Linked DNA regions of Mus musculus: region 2 is linked to region 1. A link is a contact called in public promoter capture Hi-C data. All regions are on one chromosome and are shown on one strand. The core of a region is the stretch at or near the end of the contact, and the rest is flanking DNA. Distances in the headings are between cores, read along the strand shown. Region 1 holds the start of 2900089D17Rik (a long non-coding RNA gene). Region 2 holds the start of E130309D02Rik (RIKEN cDNA E130309D02 gene).

The links. Promoter capture Hi-C pulls out the DNA fragments that hold promoters and counts their contacts.
Region 2: a contact with region 1 is called in a promoter capture Hi-C map of liver, with 3 times the contacts expected there. The contact joins the promoter of E130309D02Rik here to the promoter of 2900089D17Rik in region 1. A contact is called at or near these places in 3 of 39 promoter capture datasets (erythroid cells, liver and pre-B cells).

The regions. Positions count from the first base shown.
Region 1 is chr5:144,252,493-144,259,380 of GRCm38.p6, reverse strand. It overlaps 2900089D17Rik (a long non-coding RNA gene), which reads left to right and starts at 3,226. Exons shown (of 3, transcript XR_868683.3): 1 at 3,226-3,302. It overlaps Bri3 (brain protein I3), which reads right to left and starts at 4,156. Exons shown (of 3, transcript NM_018772.4): 1 at 3,862-4,156; 2 at 3,469-3,571. The coding sequence starts at 4,003. Gm38675 (a long non-coding RNA gene) reads right to left here and starts at 900. Exons shown (of 2, transcript XR_868679.3): 1 at 813-900.
Region 2 is chr5:143,311,267-143,318,154 of GRCm38.p6, reverse strand. E130309D02Rik (RIKEN cDNA E130309D02 gene) reads left to right here and starts at 2,795. Exons shown (of 6, transcript NM_172726.4): 1 at 2,795-3,252; 2 at 3,756-3,977; 3 at 6,279-6,444. The coding sequence starts at 3,061. Zdhhc4 (zinc finger, DHHC domain containing 4) reads left to right here. Exons shown (of 8, transcript NM_028379.5): 8 at 1,323-1,666. The coding sequence ends at 1,613.

The DNA of each region.
Region 1 (6,888 bases), core at 1,977-4,476:
GTGGCAGGGATCCAAGCACAATCAGGCTCCCGGGTTCTGGCCCCAGCCCTCCTGCTGCTCAAGTATTTCTCCCAAGCCCCAGAGTTCTGGGCACCACCCAGGCCTGGGAGCCACCTGCAACATCCCCCAGGAAAAGGGATGGAGGGACTTTCTCCACCAGCTACCGACTGAAGCGAAAGCTTGCAGTAGTCTCTCTCCACTCCAGAGAGCATCTCCATAGAACAGAGAGCTCCACTCTCATGTGGGCAGTTCACAGGGACCAAACTCGAAATATCCTGTCACTTGGGCACAGATCTCAAAGGCAAAACTGTCAGGCATAGCCTCAAGTGTTCACAGTGGGGGAAAGAGGGCAAGGGCATGTGCCCTCCAGCTCCAAGCCTCAGCTTTGTACCACACTGCCAGAGCTGGGAGACCAACTGGGCTTCCCTCAGGTTGCATGCCTTGACCAGCACACAGCCAGGACACCAGCCTCCACCTCCTGCCAGGCGTGGTCAGCTCCTTCACCCCCTTCCTCAGCCACAGTCAGGGCAGAGCAGCCCTTCCCCCACCCACCATTTCTTCGAAGCCTAAAGCTGCCACTGCCCCATCTTCCCCTGACCCTCCTCAGCAGGCCCACAGGGGCTTTCCTAAACAGCCTTCACAGCAGCTACCCAGTGCAGCACCCAGACCCCACCCTCCCACCTTTCTCCCTAGTCTCTCTGGTCACCTCCGAAACTAAGAAACTAAATCCGCAGTAACAAAAACAAACAGCCCAGGCAGTGCACGAGGAACCTGTGCCTGGCAGGCTCTGTACTCACAGCCATGCCACTCACCCTGTGCATGCACATTCCACGGGTGACCTGTGCTCCCTCCGGGGGCACGGCCTCACCTGCCCTGCATCTAGGGACAACCCACAGCCGCTGGAATGCACACACCCGCCTCAGAGACCCAGGACCTTCACGGACACAGGACTGCTGGAGGTGGGGCACGGAAGCCTGGGGGGCCTGAGAGAAGCCCCATCCACTGGGGGTGAGAGAACTGCTTCTTGCAAATGTCTATAAAAGGAACCGGAGTCAGGCTGCTTAACTCCGACTCAGACAGAATGGCAACGTGACAAGCGACACCGGCCTCTTATGCCAAGTCTCACTCAGAGGGAATCACAGACGTGTGACTTGGACAAATTCCTGCCAAGCCACTAGGGAAAGACAGGACAGGGCCCGGCAGGCCACATCTGGAAGGGAGAAAGCTTAGTCACATGAGAAGTGTCCTCTCTTTCAGACCTAACATACCAGGCAGGGGAGGGCTCAGATGTTTACAGGGGAACACCTTTGCCCCAACCCCAAAAACAGACACACTCTTTCCCTAAACCAAAGGCAAAGCTGGCCCCCCTCCTGTGCTGCTCTCCTGGAGAGGGAGCCCCCCCACCCCCCAACATCCTGCATGCCTGCTTTTGTACTGATCAGCCTTGAAAAGCCAGGGGCTAGCAGCAGAGGGCACTGTGAACACACCTGCAGGGATCCAGGTGTGCATAACAGCCTGGGGGGGTGGGGGGGGTGAAGAGTGGTCACTACTTCAAGGATCAGGTACCCTCAAACCTGTCCTCGGAGGACCCAGGTTCCTTAATACTGGACGCCTCCATCCACAGGCTGCAACACAAGAGCCCAAGACCTTCCTGTGAGGGCAGTGGCACAGCCTGACCTTGTCCCAGATTCTACAGGACTGAAGAGCCCATGAGCAGAAGCCACAAGCCTACAAAACAACTCACTTCCCAGGGAAAGTCTCAGAGAAAGTGTTCTCCACCAGCAGCAGTCCAGACTGCAGTGGGACACTCCACAGTCTAGGATTTTGACTGCCTTGGCCCCAGACTATAGCAGCCATACTGCCCTGCTGTCCGTCCCCCCACACCCCAACCCCCAAGTTCAGGGGTCTGGTCCAAGAAGAGCCTCATGGGAACACTCCTGTCCACTGGGGGAGAGGAAAAAAAACAGAAACAAACCCAGCTGACTGTGGTAGGGCCAGGATCTGGTTGCTGGAACAAGCAGACATGAAATCCTAGTGAGCCCCCTGCACTGCTATGCCTCTCCCCACCTTCCTGCCTGCTTGCCACCTACCCCTATGAGACCTCTCCTTAAATCTGAGAGTTCAGCTAATATTTGTCCCATCCTCAGGGCTCTGAGAATTCCCATGCAGGGACTAGCCTCAAGGCCACACAGGAAGTCTCCCACCTCCATACAACTAACCCCCTTCTGTTCCCAGTGGCTCTCTCTCTGCACAGGAGACCCTATACTAATCCCCTTGGCTCAACAAGCTAGGACCACCTCCCAGTCTATGCTCCCTCTTTGGTGTGCCTCAAGCCCTCAGGTGGAAAGCTTGCAGAGAGAGAGGCGGCCAGCAAGACCAAGCTATCAGAGAGCCACCCCATCTACAGCTAGAGGAAGCAGCTGAGTCCCACTCCTCTCCCCTGCACCAGCTCCAAAAGCCAAGTCACTTGGGTCCCTGAAGGAGGACTCTAACTAACTGGCCTTCAGCCTTCTTCCCCCAAGCACATGATCAACCGAGGGTCCAGTGTCTTCCACCCTCAGTCATCTCTTGTGAGGCCACTCGCAAGTTTCCAAAATCATTAACTTCCTTATGGCTCCACTCTGCGCCTCTGACACACACTTTTGAAACGAAAGCTAAGTCCAAACAAGGGTTTCTTAATTCCATCTCAGAGACTTGGAACTTCCCCCTGCCAGACAAAGGCTGAAACCCTGCCCTGCACGAGCTGTACCTGGCCCATCCCCGGGTGAGTGGCCAAGTCCAACTTGGAAGCCGAATCCTCAAAGCCTGCCTAGAATGAGCCTGGCTGCATCTCTCACCTTCCATAAAGTCCCCACAAAGTTTCTGTCAGCTCCAGTTTGAGGGTAAAACAGCCACAACAACAAAACCACTCCAGCCCGGAACAAAGAAGCACGGGGTTTCCTCCTGGGCCAGCTAGTGGCCAGGAGTTGTTAAGCCCTGGTCGTCATTCTGCACCCTCACAGCCTTTGCTCTCTGCTGGCCACTTGGATCTCCTAAGTCCTTTGGCATACTGGCCTGCGGACTCAAGTCCCAATATCTCCTTAGTACTGGACACACTTGCGGAAACTGGAGGAAAAAAACCTAACAAAACAAACCCTGATTCGCTGCGGATCTCCAGTACTAGGGAGGAAAGACCATCAGTCTCCATTGTTAACATTCCTGCGTCCCACGCACTCCGGGTGCCATGCCTCCCAAATGCACTCAACTCCCCACAGAAAAGGGAACCCATCCTTCTGCCGCATAAAGTAAATTCAGAGCCAGGGGTGAGTGACCCCACCTTCTCCCACTGCAGTCCCTCCCCTGCGGGACTTCCCTCTGAGACAGGAGCCGGGCTGTGACCCCACCCCATCCCACCCCCGCTGGCCTTTTGCAAGATTCCGGCACGTGCGTTCTCCGCCGCCACCCCCCACCCCCAGGCTAGAGACTTACCTGCAGACCGGGCAGCCTCCGACCACGACGATGGAGTTGGCAGGATACCGGGTGACCGTTCGACTGTGGATGTTATAGACCCGGGGGTGGCTGGTGGGGATCCCTGTGGGAGCGGAGTGCTGATCAGCCCCGGGCGACTCGGCCCTCCTCCTCTCCTCCCTCCCTCCCCCTTAGCCCCCGTCCTCCCCGCCTCCAACGGGGCTGAGCGCGCCTGCGGGTGGGCTCTAGAAGCCAAGTGTGAACCCTCCGACACTAAGTTCACGGCCACCGGGGCAGGGCCTGGCCGGGCAGGGCGCTCCGGGTAGCAGCTGCCCCCCCGGCAGGCCCGCGCCGGGGACAGCGCGGTGCTTGGCCCGGAGGCCGTTCGGGGACCCCGAAGAGCTGCGGGCCCACCTGTGACGAGGTAGGGGTAGGGCGGCGGCGGGGGCGCGGTGGGGATGGCCCCGTAGCCGTGCGGGCCGCACGCGTAGTCGCCCTGGCCGGCCTCCAGGTTGTAGGCGGGCGGGCGCTCCTGCAACAGGGGCTTGTGGTCCATCGCGGCCCCCGGGGCCGCGCGCCCGCCAGCTCCGGCCCGGCTCGCTTCCTTCGGCCCGGCGGGGATGGCGGCGGTAGCGGCGACGGCGGTGTCCCGGGCAGCTCGGCCCAGTGAGGCGCGCGCCGGGCGGGGCGGGCGCGCCAAGGGTTCCCCGCCCTCCCGCCGGTCACAAGATCGGGGTCACGTGGGCGGGGCGGGGCGGGGCTGTGGGCGGGGTTTGGGCGAGGGCGTCTTAAAGACGCCTCAGCGGCTGCCGCTGGCGGGGTGTTGTCCTCGTTCAGTCCCGCCCCACAATGGATCTTGGACTTCCAGAGAAGTTCTGACTCCCGGCCACGGCCGGAGACCCAACAAGATCCTGGCCTCCTTTAGCTTTTGCTTTTTTTCTAAAAATAATAATAATAATGTTTGTTACAATTATTTGGGGGGAGGGTGTGTTTATATGAGTGGGCACGCATTTGGAAGCCAGAGAATAAATAACTTTCGAGAGTGGGTTCCTGCTTTCCACCATATGGGTCCTGAGATAGATTGGTTGACAGATTCTGCAGCAGGCGCCTCCACCGTTTTTCTGTGTTTGTTTGTTTGTTTTGGACCTAGGCTCATGTAGCCCAAGCTGGCCTGGAACTCTTAACCCTCTCACCTTTACCTCCTAAACTATGGACTTCGTTGCCCCTCCACGCCCAAATCCTCCCCTTGCCCAACCCAGCACCCGGGTCACCACCCACAGGGAGGGACCAGGCGAGCCCCTCCCAATCACTGCCCACACATCCTTGGGTGTAGGAAGGAAAACAACTGAGTACGCTCACCCACTGAAGCCTACTCAACTGCTGAGCCTTCCTCCTCCTCCTCTTTTGATTAATTTTCGCTTTCAGGGGCTGTGGCCACTAATTAGAAATAACTGCCCTGCTTGGGAGAACCCTAAACTCTAAGCACCTGCGGCGCTTCCTTCAGGTTCTCCAACTTTTTTTTAGCAGCCTGACCGCAAACTTGCTGAGTGTACAGCATGGCGATGTGGCTCCCTAGGAGAGGACCATGGTCTGACACAGGCCCATGCAGTCTCTGCATAGCTACTGCCATGCCGCTAGCCCAAGTATCGCCTGGCATGAGTTTACCTAACACACGTGAAGCCGTGGGTTCCGGCACGTGACTCTCACCCCAGTGCTTGGGAAATGATTCAAGAGAATCAGGTCCACTACTACACAGCAAGTTCAAGGCCAGCCTCAGCTACATGAGACCATGTCTCCAAAAACCAAGCAAGGAAAAAGAAATGTTGGAACAGTGAGAATCCTTCCCAATTGTTGCCTATGTATTTCCAGGGTCTTGTGTGTGTGTGTGTGTGTGTGTGTGTGTGTGTCCATCCGTCCATCTGGTGGCACTCTGAAGGAGAATTAGGAGTTCAGAGCCAGTCTGGGTAACATTTTGAGACTCTACCTCAAAAGATACCCAGTGAGGTTGTATGTGTAGCTCAGTTCATAGAGCAGTCACCCAGCGTGCCTGAAGCCCCAGGACCCATCCCAGCATTGCATTAACTGGGCATGGTGGCTCAAGCCTGTAATCCCAGCACTCTAGAGGTGGAGACAGAAGCCTCCAAAGTGAAAGGTCGGGCTGGAGAGATGGCTCAGCAGTTAAGAGCACTAGCTGCTCTTCCAGAGGTCCTGAATTCAATTCCCAGCAACCACATGGTAGCTCACAACCATCCGTAATGAGATCTGATGCCCTCTTCAGGTGTCTTCTAAAGACAGCTACAGTGTACTGTCATATACATACATAAGTCTTTAAAAATAAATTCAAGATCATCCGTGGCTTAACAGCAAGATCCACTGCATCTCAACAACAGCATACAAACCTGGCTAATGGGGACTGGCTTTGAAGGAAGCAGGGGTGACTCCCCTGGAGTGACAGAACCCAAAGGCTTGAGCAGCATGAAGTAGAAGCCCCTCTCCAGGGAAGCCTGGGCTGCACCACCAAGCCTTATCACCGCAAAGAAGTGGATTCATCTCAGGTGGCTCACCAGCACCTCAGGTGGTGAGTCTGTCTCACTGAAGAAAAAAAAAAAAAAAAAAAAAAAAACATCTGGGGCTGGAGAGATGGCTCAGCGGTTAAGAGCACTGACTGTTCGTCCAGAGGTCCTGAGTTCAATTCCCAGCAACCACATGGTGGCTCACAACCATCTGTAATGGGATCCAATGCCCTGTTCTGGTGTGTCTGAAGACAGAGACAGTGTATTCACATTTAAAAAAAATAAAAGTCTAAAGATGGATGGATGGACAGGTGGATGGATGGACAGGTGGGTGGACAGGTGGGTGGGTGGAGGAGGAGGGAGGTGCTTCTGGGTCAGTCAGTAAGGCGAGGATTTGTGTTTGTATCCTAACAACCACATAAAAGCCAGCTAAGGCGGTGTGCACCTCTGATCCCAGTGCTGGAGAGGCCGAGAAAGATCCCTGCAGCTCACTGGCCAGCCAGCATGGCCAAATGAATGAGACCCAGGTTTAACCAGAGACCGTCTCTTAAATAATAAAATGGAGAGCATCTGTCCGCCACACTGACACACACACACACACATATGCCTGTGCAAGAGCAAACATGTACATACACACACACACATATGCCACATACACACACACACAAAGTAAGAAAATGAACCAGTTGGCCATGAGGAGATGGAAGGAACAGCTCAGGATGGTTTGCTTGCTTAAGGTGGACAAACAACAGATTATTTGTGGATGAGGGGTAAAAGGCTAGGGTCCTGCACAGAGCAGGAACAGTGTCCTGTAGGGTTGGACTGGTCACCTACTGAAAGGGAGCACAAAAGTGGTAGGACAGAGGTTGCTCCCTCCTCTTCCCCTCACCCTCCTCCCTCACCCTCCTCCCTCCTACCCGGTGTGTCC
Region 2 (6,888 bases), core at 1,546-4,045, 940 kb after region 1:
CCTCCTATTATAAAAATAACACAGTATTCAGATAAGCAAGCATTTGGCTCAGGGTTCTATACGGCTGAGTGGGTAAGGCCCTTGCCATACAAATGAGGACCTCAGTTCGGATCCCAGAATCCGTGTAGAGCACAGTGTGGTAGCACACATCTGGGATGGAGAGGCTGAGAGGTGGGGGCACACATCTGGAATGGAGAGGCTGAGAGGTGGAGACAGAAAATCCCAGAAGCTCACAGGCCAGGCTAGCCTGGCATTGCAGCAGCAAGCTAGCTTCAAGCAAGGTAGAAAAGCACGGACAGATGCCTGACCCCACGCTCTGATGCAGACACACATTGCGTGAACACCCACAGAGAACTTTTGCCCTAAAGGTTTAAAAAGGAACACGCAGTGTGAGACCTCTGCCCCGCCCCTCCTGTGCCAGTTCCCAGATGTGGCCTGGCCTTAGACCCTCACCATCCTCGTGCCATAGTCACACAACATACCAGGGAGAGCCCTGAGCCTTTCCGTTCTCACTGCGCACCAATCCACAGTCTGAGTTGACGTTAATTGCTTCTTGGTGTGCTGTACTGTGACTGACCCAGAGTCTCATTCTTCCTCATGCACAGCCATTTCGTTTGTTATTGTTTTGTTTTGATGTCTTGAGTCAAGGCCTTACTCTGACTTGGGCTGGCCTCAAACTTGCCAACCATTTCAGCCTTGTGAGCGTTATGCTCACCAGCCTGCACCATCGCTCATGCGCAGAGATGCTGGAGGGGCGGGTACTGCTGTCAGCACTCCTGGCCTGCTGTTCCTGTGCTCGGTGGCTTTAAAGAGACAGTCCTCGCAGGATTTTAGTTTAATGCACGAGCTGTCTCCACATATTTGTCTGTAAACAGCAGACTGGCAAAGTACTGTCTGTGTCTTGAGTGACCTTTCTGCCTGTGTGAAAGTTATCCTGCAACAAGCTGTCACACACACTAGGCTCATGCCTGGGCTGCCTGCCTGTGTCTGTGTTGACTGTGACTCAGATCTATGTTCCAAGGGTCAGATTTGAGGCAACTGAAGTGCATATGTGTGTGTATCTGTGTGCTTGCACTTGTGCAATACATGCATGTGACAGACAGACAGGGAGACAGACAGAGACAGAGAAAGAGAAATAGGGAATTTTGAGTGTGGGGCCTCATGAATGCTGGGGCATTGGCACATTTTTCAGCTGTATATACTGCCTGGTGGGTCAGATCTGATGCAGAAGGTCAGCTGAGTGATGAGTCTGCACCACAGGGTCAGGGCTGGTGCTCAGGCATTGAAGGCTATTTGCTAACACTCTGGTTTTCTGCCCACAGCATCTGTTCCTGGCATTTCCAAGGATTGTCTTCCTACTGGGCTTTGTCATCGTTTTGAGCATGCTCCTGGCTGGCTACTTGTGCTTTGCTCTGTACCTGGCTGCCACCAACCAGACCACAAATGAATGGTATAAAGGCGACTGGGCCTGGTGCCAGCGCTGGCCTCTGGTGGCTTGGTCCCCATCAGCTGAGCCCCGGATCCACCAGAACATTCACTCCCACGGGTTTAGGAGCAACCTTCGAGAGATCTTTCTACCTGCTACCCCCAGTTACAAGAAAAAGGAGAAATAGAGCGGAAGTGCCCTGCCTTTTAAATACAGTGCACACCTATTTGTACACATGGATATTTGTTTTCTCATCATTGTCTGTGTTGGTTTCTGCTGTGTGGGCGTGAGTGGGCTTTAGTGGGGAAAAAGAGATGGGAAGCTAGGCTTGCTGAGTTCTCGTGTCTCCCAGGGCAGATTTCCCTCCTGCCTATATTCTGCTAGATCCAGTAACTTCTGAGGTCCTAGTGTGAGAAGGGTCAAGAGATGTCCAAGGCTCTGGGTGACAAGGAGGCCTTTGCCTCTTTCACTGCACCCTTGGGCGCCTGAACTAGGACCATAAAGTCTGTTCCCTGATGTACAAGAGAGTCTCTGGGCTGTGCCCAGCTGCACTCTCTCCCTGGTCTGTTCTTTCCCAGGCAGGGGCCCTTTATCATCTTAACTAAATCCTCTCAGCCATAGGCCTCTTAGTCATTGTATTTGTGAGCCACACGCAAGACTTTTCCATTCTGTTTAAAATCTCTACTCCCCGATGGGCGGTGGTGGTGCACACCTTTGATCACAGTACTCAGGAGGCAGAGGAACGTGGATCTCTGAGTTTGAGACCAGCCTGGTCTACACAGTGAGTTACAGGACAGCCAGGGTTACACTGAGTACCCCTGACTCGAAAAACCAAAAGAAAAAAAAAAATCTCCAGTCTTCATTAACAGCTAGTTTAGTATAAATTGTAAATAAACCATCGCCCATAGATTGTATAGAAATCTTGAGCTGGGGAGTGGGAGTGTTGTAGGGTGGGAGGGTTTTCAGGAACAGGGAGCACGTGGGCTAAACCTTGTACTAAGATTCCCATAGTCCTCCTGGGCTGGGCTAGAGCATAGCAGTTAAGAGGGTCCAGGAGTCAGGAGAGAATTTGGAAACACTGACCCTGGAACAGAAGGATCAGGGCGTGGGGGTGCTTACAAGCATCATTTGTCCTAGTAGTCGCCCCACTCCCGGGGGCGATCAGAGCACGTCCTGGTTGGAGGGGAGCATGAGAAGGCTTGGGTGCGTGGTGCCGGCTCAGAACACCTCCGAGTGTCTGATAATCAAACACCTCTGAAGCCGGAGAAACTCTTGCGAAGACGGCGGGGCGGGGCCTCGTGCTTGCCCGTGCGGGCTTCACCGCCAGGGGGCGCCCACGAGAGCGCGCGGCCGCAGCCCGAGCTTGGCCCCTGCGGGCCGCCGTCGCCATTCAGCCGCCGGTTCGGCCGAGCGGCGTCGGCTCCCGCGGCTCTGGGCGGCGCCGCAGTCGGACCCCAGGATACTCGCTGGCCCGTGGCGGCGGCGGCAGCGGCGACGATGGTCCCCTGAGCGGGTTGGCGCCTGTTAGAGGCGGGCGGGCGCCGCGACCCTGCCCGCGTCGGGGCCCAGGCCGGTCGCGCCTCTTTGTCTCCGGGCGGAAGTAGGACTCGCGGCGGGGACAGGGCGGCCGCACCATGAGCGACATCCGCCACTCGCTGCTGCGGCGCGACGCGCTGAGCGCCGCCAAGGAGGTGCTGTACCACCTGGACATCTACTTCAGCAGCCAGCTGCAGAGCGCGCCGTTGCCCATCGTGGACAAGGGCTCCGTGGAGCTGCTGGAGGAGTTCGTGTTCCAAGTGCCCAAGGAGCGCGGCGCGCAGCCCAAGGTGCCCGCCCCGGCCGTGCCCTCGCTCGGTGACAGGAGCTCGCCCCGAGGTCTCGCTCCTCTTTCCGCTCCCCCGGCCTTGCAGTCCAGCGGCGTTGCTCAGCCGCGTGCCCGTTTCGCAGGCGTGTGACAGTCGCCCACCAATGAATGATCCGGGGTGGTGGCTTTGTGAACTGGCTACTTAACATCCCTCTGGGATGTCGCTTAACTAGATGCAGGGTTTTTTCCTTTGCTTATTCATAGAGTTAAGCCCCCCCGGGCTTAGGCTTCTGAAGGGTGAAAAAAATACACCCTGGGAAAAAGAATAGATCTGTTTTCCTTTTTCAAACACTGTCTTTCTGTGTACCATGTATCTCGGGCCAGCCTGAAACTCATTATCGGCTAGACTCAGCCTCGTGTGCGCTGGGATTCTAAGCATCCACTTCCCTAATCTCTTAGGGTGGGAGCTAAGGGGCAGGTGGAGGCCCTCTTCTCACAGCTTCTCTTCCGGGTTTGTTTTTACAGAGACTGAATTCCCTCCAGGAGCTCCAGCTTCTTGAAATCATGTGCAGTTACTTCCAGGAGCAAAGCAAGGACTCTGTGCGGCAGATCATTTTCTCCTCCCTTTTCAGCCCCCAAGGGAACAAAGCCGACGACAGCCGAATGAGCTTGTTGGGAAAGCTGGTCTCCATGGCCGTGGCCGTGTGTCGGATCCCCGTGTTGGAATGTGCGGCCTCCTGGCTCCAGGTACTGCTCTCGAAATAGCGTCTCCCACAGTCTCCGTAGACAGGATAACAAGAGTTTGGATGTTCGTAGAGGTCTTTTACACGTGCGTGATGTCATCGATCATCCCTGCCTGGGTGCTACACCCAGTCCCGTTTTTTTTATGGAGCAAACATTTTTTTTGTTTCTTTGATTGACTTTTTTTTTTTGAAAAAAGAATTTGGTATGTAGCCCAAGCTGAATTCAACCCTCATGACCCTTCTACCTGAGTCTCTTGAGGATTATAGGGTCCACGTGTCTGGCTCTGGAATTGTAGCCTTCTTGTACACAAAGTAGTAAAATTAGGATTTGTTTCATTTTGAAACAGGTTCTGATTATGTAGCCTGGGCTGTCCTGGATCTCAAAATGTAGACCAGGCTGGCCTTGAACTCAACCCAGACCAGGTGTCTCTGCCTCCCTAGCATTTGCTATTAAAGGTGTATGCCATCACACCCAGCTTACTTTTAGTATTACTGTGCATGTGTGATGTGTGTGTGGTTGCCTGTGCCACAGCACATCTGGAGAGGCCTGAGGACAGCTGTGTGAAGTCGGGTCACTACTGTCACCTTTTTTTGAGACAGGGTTTCTCTGTGTAGCACTGGCTGTCCTGTAACTCACTGTGTAGACCAGGCTGGCCTTGAACTCAGTAATCCGCCTGCCTCTGCCTCCCGAGTGCTGGGATTAAAGGTATGCGCCACCGCCACCTGGCTTCCTTGGCTCCTTTTCATCTTAAATTTGTAAAATTATTTGTTAATGTGGAACTGTTTTGCGTGGGGATGTTGTGTCTGTGTACCACCTGTATGCTGCTGCTCACACTGTGGAGGCTGGAAGCGGAGCGGGCTTTCGATCCCTGCAACTAGAGTTACAAATGGTTGTGAGCCACCATGTGGGTGCTAGGAATCGAATTTGGGTCCTCTGGGAGAGCAGCCAGTGCCCCTAACTACTGAGCTGCCTGTCTAGCCCCCTACTTCTTTTGTCCTTATGCTGTTACAGAGCTTTCTCTCAGGTTGTCGGGCTTGCAAGGCAAGAGCTTAACTGGCTGAATCCTCCACCATCCCCCACCATCCCCCACCATCCCCCACCATCCTCCACCATCCCCCACCAACCATCCCCCACCATCCTCCCAGTTTGCGTCTTACTGTATGGCCTCGATTGGCATGGAATTCACTCTGTAGACCAGGCTGGCCTCTAACTCACAAAGATTTGCCATCCTTGGCCTCCCCAGATTAAAGGTGTGTGACACCACACCCAGCCTTAAATTAATTTTTTGATAAACAAAACAAAAAGGCCTCATCTTCAGAATAAATGGAAAATCTATTTCTCAGGCAAAATGATTGGATTTTTAAAACAGTATGCGGAGGGAAGGAGAGATGGCTTAGGAGTTAAGAGACTTGTTCACACAAAGGACCCAAATCCAGTTCTTAGAGCACCCATATCCTGCTCCCAAGTGCCTATAACTCCAGCTCCCGGGAATCCCTTCCCCCTGTTCTCCTTGAATGCCTTTACGCACATGTATGGGTCTACTCAAACAGACACACGGGGCTACACACCATGAAAAGTAAAATCTTAAGAAAAACAAGTTTAACTATGTAGCTTAGGCCAGCCTACAACCTCCTAATCCTTTTGCCCCAGGCTTCCTAGTGCTGAGACCGAGCCTTGAGCCACCACACCCAGCTGTAGCAAACTTTTTTTTTTTTGTTTGTTTGTTTTTGTTTTTTTGAGACAGGGTTTCTCTGAGTAGCCCTGGCTGTCCTGGAACTCAAGAGATCCGCCTGCCTCTGCCTCCCAAGTGCTGGGATCAAAGGCGTGCGCCACCACTGCTGGGCTTGTGGCAAACATTTCATCATGTGATAATTCACAAACTCTTCCAAACCTCACAGTGGTAGTAATGGGTAGTTTTGATGTATGGTGTCCTTCAGAAATTGTCATTTCCTCGGCAAAGTCACCTTTCAACCGAGACAGGCAGATTTATGTAACTATTCCACCTTTGTAGTGGGCATGGTCCTTCTTGCAAGAACGCACTTCTGCCCTCTAGTGCTGGAGTGTGGGATAGCAGGCTGATTAGCTTGGCCGCCCCTGTGGAGCTGTGCTCCCCTGTGGCTGGGAAGTGGTGGTAGACTGGTGCCATGGGCTTTAGATGATGAGACCCTACCCCAAGGGGCTCTGTTAGCAGGTCTCCCCGCCCCGAAGTGGCTCCACCCACGTGGGTGGTCTTCACTCTTTACACGCAGCTGTCACCTGCCAGCTCAGGGTTCCTCAGTGACTTGGACTGTGGCTTCTTCCCAGCGGACGCCCGTGGTCTACTGCGTGAGGCTTGCCAGAGTGCTTGTGGAGGACTACTGCTGTCTGGTGCCGGGCTCCGTTCAGACACTGAAGCAGATCTTTAGTGCCAGTCCTCGTTTCTGCTGCCAGTTCATAACGTCCGTGACCGCCCTCTACGACCTGTCATCAGGTGAGTGTCCGAGCAGCTTCTGGTGGACACCAGCTTTGTGTATTTCTTTCTTGCTGTGCTGGGGGTAGAACCCAGAGTTTCGAGCATGCTGGACAAGCATTCTGCCCTGGAATACCTCATGCCCCAGTGACTACATTGGCTTTTGTTTTATTTTGTGGTTTGTGTCTGGGGGGCGGGTGTCACGTGTGCAGTGCCCACAGAGGCACTTGGAGCTAGAGTTACACATGGTCCAAATGTGAGAACTGAACTCAATGTAAGAGCAGCGAGTGCTCTTACCCACTGTCCAGACCCTTGCCACTGACTTTTTTAACTGCAACGTATGCATCGTTACTGTGGGGCTAAACCTAGCCTTACAGCATCTCAGTCTTTACCACTTGCTAAAAGCGGCTTTGTTCAATTCTTCGCAGTTTGGGTCTGAATGTCGGAAATAAGAGCGTAGGAAAC